2 separate regions of the Mus musculus genome follow, and region 1 is linked to region 2. A link is a contact called in public Hi-C data. All regions are on one chromosome and are shown on one strand. Each heading gives the region's core, a stretch centred on a gene start, on an enhancer-like site or on the middle of the called end of the contact. The rest is flanking DNA. Distances are from core to core; before and after follow the strand shown.

The links. A called contact is a pair of places that touch in the nucleus more often than the background predicts.
Region 1: a contact with region 2 is called in a Hi-C map of the C2C12 cell line, with 2.1 times the contacts expected there. The contact joins two enhancer-like sites. A contact is called at or near these places in 11 of 484 Hi-C or Micro-C datasets (the C2C12 cell line, the HL-1 cell line, adipose-derived mesenchymal stem cells and 4 more) and 1 of 115 datasets of contacts at active chromatin or transcription factors (bone marrow-derived dendritic cells).

Annotation. Positions count from the first base shown.
Region 1 is chr1:161,734,352-161,737,051 of GRCm38.p6, reverse strand. No RefSeq gene overlaps it. Among named protein-coding and RNA genes, the nearest start is that of Gm31869, 32 kb to the left of the region's middle. Within about 2 kb of position 1,406, at least 158 of the 459 cell types and tissues checked have an H3K27ac peak or open chromatin away from gene starts, as enhancers often do. A contact at or near this core is called in the C2C12 cell line, where this site is marked.
Region 2 is chr1:161,606,336-161,609,035 of GRCm38.p6, reverse strand. No RefSeq gene overlaps it. Among named protein-coding and RNA genes, the nearest start is that of Gm31815, 16 kb to the right of the region's middle. Within about 2 kb of position 1,360, at least 30 of the 459 cell types and tissues checked have an H3K27ac peak or open chromatin away from gene starts, as enhancers often do. A contact at or near this core is called in the C2C12 cell line, where this site is marked.

The sequences.
Region 1 (2,700 bases), core at 157-2,656, 130 kb before region 2:
CAGTAGAAGCCAATGCCCATCTAGAAACCCTCCAAAAATAAAAGCCGCATTTTGGGATAACCTATTATAGGCAAGACACTTTATTAAGGGTCTATCGAGGTGGGAGAAGGAGGGTGATTAAAATCTAAAGATAAATAGAGGAAACCTTTGAGTAGGGATGTACTGTGTGTTTCAAATGTGCTAAAGGACCAGTTTTTACATATCTAAACTCTGTAGCAAGCAATGGGGCTTGAGAGAGGCAGAAGATGGAAGAGCAGGTAAGGGCCATCCTACAAGGTAGGATGATGATAAAGCATCAGTTAACTGAGTCTTTCTACAATACTTACATGGATCAAAACACTACATTTCATCCCACAAATGATATGCACAATTATACACTTAGCTAATTATAATACTCACTCACTTGGGAGATTATATTAAAATATGTCCTAATGTAAGTACAAAGTAATCGGTTATGTCTTTAAAATTTTTTTAAAATTAAATTTGCTTATCTATCTTTTTATATGTGTGTGTGTTGTCCCCTGGTGTGCATTTGAAACTTGGAGAAGTCAGTTCTATCTTCCTACCATGAGGGTTTGAGGAATCAGATAGGTTATCTGGCTTGGCGCCAAGTGCCTTTACCCACAGAGCCAAGAGCCACCTCACTGGCCCCCATGTTTCTTTGACACTGTACTCTTGCTCTTTTCTTCCTAGATAGAGTCTTGAGATGAAGCGTAAGCTTGCTCACAATCCTTTGGGCTCAGCCTCCTGAGGGTTGGGATTATAGTTGTCTACCACCAACCTGCCCTGGATTCACTTCTCAAAACCAACTCTAGACAGAATTACAGGGACAGAATGTGACTTCTGCTGCTCCGACCTCAGTGAGTTTGCTGTAGTTCTTCTAGAGGTCCAGACCTTTTCTTTTCTGATTTCCTCTGCGGTCTCTCTAGAGGTGCATGGGGAAGAGTTGGGCTCTCCTCTATCACCCGTCCTCCATCTGTAGTAACTACCTGGGCTAAGCAGACACAGGAGAGAGAAAAGAGGTGAGGGTTATCCTATAATCTTGCCACCAGGCTTCCTCTGGGGGTTCAGGGTGCTTATAGAGTGGTCTGGGATCTTCCATTTTGTCTTCCCCGTGTGCCAGCCTGAGGATGGCAGAAATTCAGGCTGCGGAAACTCTAGTTCTCAACCTGTGGGTCACGACCCCTTGGGGGGGGGTCACGGATACCCTACATATCAGGCATTTACATTACAATTCACAACAGTAGCAAAATTACATTTATGAAATAGCGACGAAATACACTCATGGCTGGGAGGTGGTCACCATAGTGTGAAGAACTGTGTAAAAGGGTCTCAGCATTAGGAAGATTGAGAACCACTGCTTGGTTGTAAGCCATCACCAGGTGGCAGCAGAAAACCGTGAAATCACAAGATTCGGATTTTGCCCCCTGAGTCGTGGACCGGAAGGGTTGAGGGAAGAGGGGTGGATAGTCAAGAGGAATCCGTTATCCTTCTTGTTAATGTCAATGATTCCTGCTACCTCACCAATGAAAGTGTCAGCCTGGGTTTGTTCTCCACACAACCATAGAATAAAATTATTAAAGCATCCTATTGGAATCCTGAAAGAACCCGATCCAGAGCAAAGTCCCACTCTTAATCTCGGCATACCAGCTAGCACAAACTAACTGAGTAACAGACATTTAGACCTGGGATGGATATTTGGGGAAGAAAATGACAAGAAAGAGGGAAGAGTCAATAAAACCAAAGCTGTGCTGCTTCCCGAAGGAGCCTTGGGCCATTGTCTCCTGTTTTCAGTAACAGAAGCCGGAGGCCCAGTCTACACTGGCTGCGGAAATCTGTTCTTGGCTCCCAGTCTCTTAGCAAAGCCCGTGAGTCCTCTGGAGGGCGAAGTGTGGAGAAGTCTGGATGAGGTTTTTTTTCGGCCCACTGACTCTTTTCCTTCCTGAGCAGCTGAAGAATTCTGATGTGGTTTTGTGGTTTTACAGTAAGCGTCCCGGCTCTTGTGGACACAGTGTGCTTTCAGTTTCTGAAAGTGAGTCAGATCGACTTTCCTCTTAGGAGTAAGAGTGACCCTTGCTCAAAAGGGCACTATGACTAGAAAGACGAAGCAGCTGAGGCCACCGGTGCCGGAGTGCTTGCGTTAGAGCAGTCGCTGGTTTCTGGGTCTTATGGGTAATTTTTTTTTTTTTTTTAAGGTGAACTGTTGAGATCTTTTTGCCCATCGTGAGTGACACTGTTGATGCGGTCTAGAAAAGGACTCAGAGTTTCATTTGATCAGCTAGTCATGACAAGGGCGTTTCCAAGTGGGTTAGTTGTTGTCATTATGCTTTTAAGTCTCTTGCCTATTAGAAAGCTCATGATACTGAGCCATTTGACCAGAACGGGTGACATCTTCGAGGCCCATTGAGTGTGAAGAGCCAGCCAGTAAACAGAAGGTTTCTTGGGGTCTAGCTTTCTTTCATGGTTCCCCTTCCAGTGATTTTTTTTTTTCATGAAAATACGTAGGTGGCACCTCCTCTGGCAGCTGCTATGCTTTCCTCAAGCATGTAAATGACACGTTGTGACGTATGTCGTCACCTTCATAGCCTCGATGAGCACTGTCAGTTCACTGTGGCATTTCTTCTTGTTGAGATTCTTCTCATTCTACGTTTCGGCCAGCGACTCCCACGGGTGACACAGGGATGCTGGGCACTCAAGAGG
Region 2 (2,700 bases), core at 111-2,610:
CAGCCTTCAGATGAAGATGTAGAATGCTCAGCAACTCCTGCACCATGCCTTGCCTGAATGCTGCCATGCTCCAGCCTTTATGATAATGGACTGAACCTCTGAACATGCAAACTATCCCTAATTAAATGTTGTACTTATAAGACTCGCCTTGGTCATGGTGTCTGTTCACAGCAGTAAAACCCTAAGACAAGCATGTATTAGAAGCACATGAAAGGTTGTTGAAAGACAGATTTCTGGATCCCACTTCAGTTTCAGACTCAGTAGATGGAGCCCAAGGATCTGCAAGTTCTATGTATTCACAAGTGGTGATGGTGGCACAGTCCAGGGAGATGTGCTTTGAGAATTGCCAATGTATAGAAAATGAGTGGCAGGTGAGAAATGAAGACGAGGTAGCAGGGATTGAAGCACAGCTCAGCTTGCTACAGTTGTGCAATAGCTGTTCCAAGATTAAATCTTTATCTTTGACTTGAATTTCAAATGTATTTGAGATGGGAAAAGTGTTAAAATAATGAATCCCAACTTGAAAACATGCAGTCTCAGGGTGATAAGTTCTGCTCTTTGGCTGGGTGGTGGGGGCAGGGCTGGAAGCTTAGGATTCTGGGATAATCAAGTGAAACCACATCTTCTGTGGCATTTGACTTTTAGATGTTAACACTATAGTTTTTCGCTATGGTCCTCATACTTGACTTAATGCAGCACTTTTTAGAAATAACTCATCCACATGACCTGTGCCAAGATCAGGGATGGGGTCTGGGCACTGGGATGTCTGAGTGTTCTCCAAGTCACTGTGTGTGGTCATCACTGTGGCTTCTCAGTAACTTTGCAAACACTAACTTTCTCTACCCAGAAACCAATGCCAAGTTCCAAACGTAGAGTTGTGAGCTGAGTGAAGGAGACAAAGGTTGATTTCTCAGGGTTCCTACTTGTATCAATTAGCCTAAGAACAGTACAAGAAAAGGAAAAAGGAAAAGCTCTTGTGTGATAGTGGCCAACCAGAATGGCTCTTGGATAGCAGTTCTGTAAAGTAAGGTTATTTTCAGATATTCGAGGATTTTTGTAGTATAAAAAAATTAGAAATATTTTTCAAAGTAATAAGGTCAAATATGGGTCATTGAAACATAAACAACAACAACAAGAAGCAATTTTCTGTGTATTCAGAAGCCTGTTTTTGAGACCAGTGCCTGCCTTCCTGAAATAAAGACAAACAGGCTTGGTCTATGCATTTGATTTCTTGTTTCGCCTGTGACATCACTTTTTCCAGTTACTTATTTGGAACATTTCTGTTTTGTTGGCCCGTACTTGCCAGGTCTCAGACTGCCTGGGAAATGAAGGGTAAGGATAGAAGGGGAATTGTAATCACTTGGCAGCCTTCATCAGCTCAGGCTCTGGGTACGCACTGGAAATAGAGAATAGAGGTGAGTCACAGCCATGCTAAGACATGTTGGCAAGATGACTGTCAGAAGGATTTCCTGCTCAACTCCAGAGGAAGCAAATGAGAAACTTATTTTTTTTTCTCTGCCGTTCTACCTATTTGTATTGCAAGCAATTCTCTAGACAATCTCTGGGCTATTTCTCAGAACTTTCTTGGTCTGTTCTTCCAAGTACAGAAAGTGGGATGCCGGTTCTTGGATGCGCCTCTAGGTCTTAAGTGATGAATTTGATACAAGAAACGTCATCCCAAAGTGAAGAAACAATCAGGCCTCCCACACAGAGAACCTAGAATAGAAAGGACTGCTTGAGGTGCTTCTTCAGGCACCAGAGCACTGGCAAGTATTCTGGAAAGAAAAACCACAGCTACCAAGAAGACAAAGCCAAAGGCAGCTTCCCTGATCAAGGAAAGATTAACTAGACCACAGCCATAGTCACTGAGTGAGCCCACACTCAATTTCTGGAAACAGGGTTCTAACCTTGGTGTCTCTGAACGTCCTGGATGCTTCTTGTCAAGACAAATCCACTGTTGTAGTGCACAGCACCAAACCCTGAAGACTCTCTCCCCCAGTAATTCCTTGTCGTTGCAATTTATATTAACTGTACAAAAAATGAGTTTTCATTATGACATTTTCGTGCGAATAATGTACTTTGATCATGTTCATCCTTGCTGGTTCCTGCCTCCTTCCTGACTTATCTTTTCAAATAATTCCACTTCCAATTTCATGCTTTAAACCTACTACTTGAATATGGGAGAAAACATGCAATATTTATCTTTCCGAATACGACATTTCACTTAATATCATGATCTCTGCTTCCACTAGGTTTCTGCAATGGTGATCTCACTCTTCTTCACAGTGGAATGATCCTCTGTTGTGCCTATCTATAAACTTCTTTATCCCATCTTTCCATCTGTGATACAGAGGCTAATCCAATAACTTGTCTACCATGAATACTACCATAATAAATATGGATGTGCAAATTTTTTCTTGTATTCTGACTTGAATTCTTTTAGATATATACTCCAACACCATAAAATTCAATCTTAGGGTTAATTTTAATTTAGCTCTTTTAGGATCTCCATTACTGACTTACAGCATGTTAAAAGCTATGTTAATCTAAACCCTCATCATAGGGGTTCACTGCTGTGCTGCCTCTCCACCTCGTATGCCCATACCAGCATTTGTTGTCTCTTCTCTTCAGAATATCCATTCTAACTGGGGTGAGGTCAGCTCTCACTATAGTTTTGGTTTTCCATTTTTCTGATAGGCA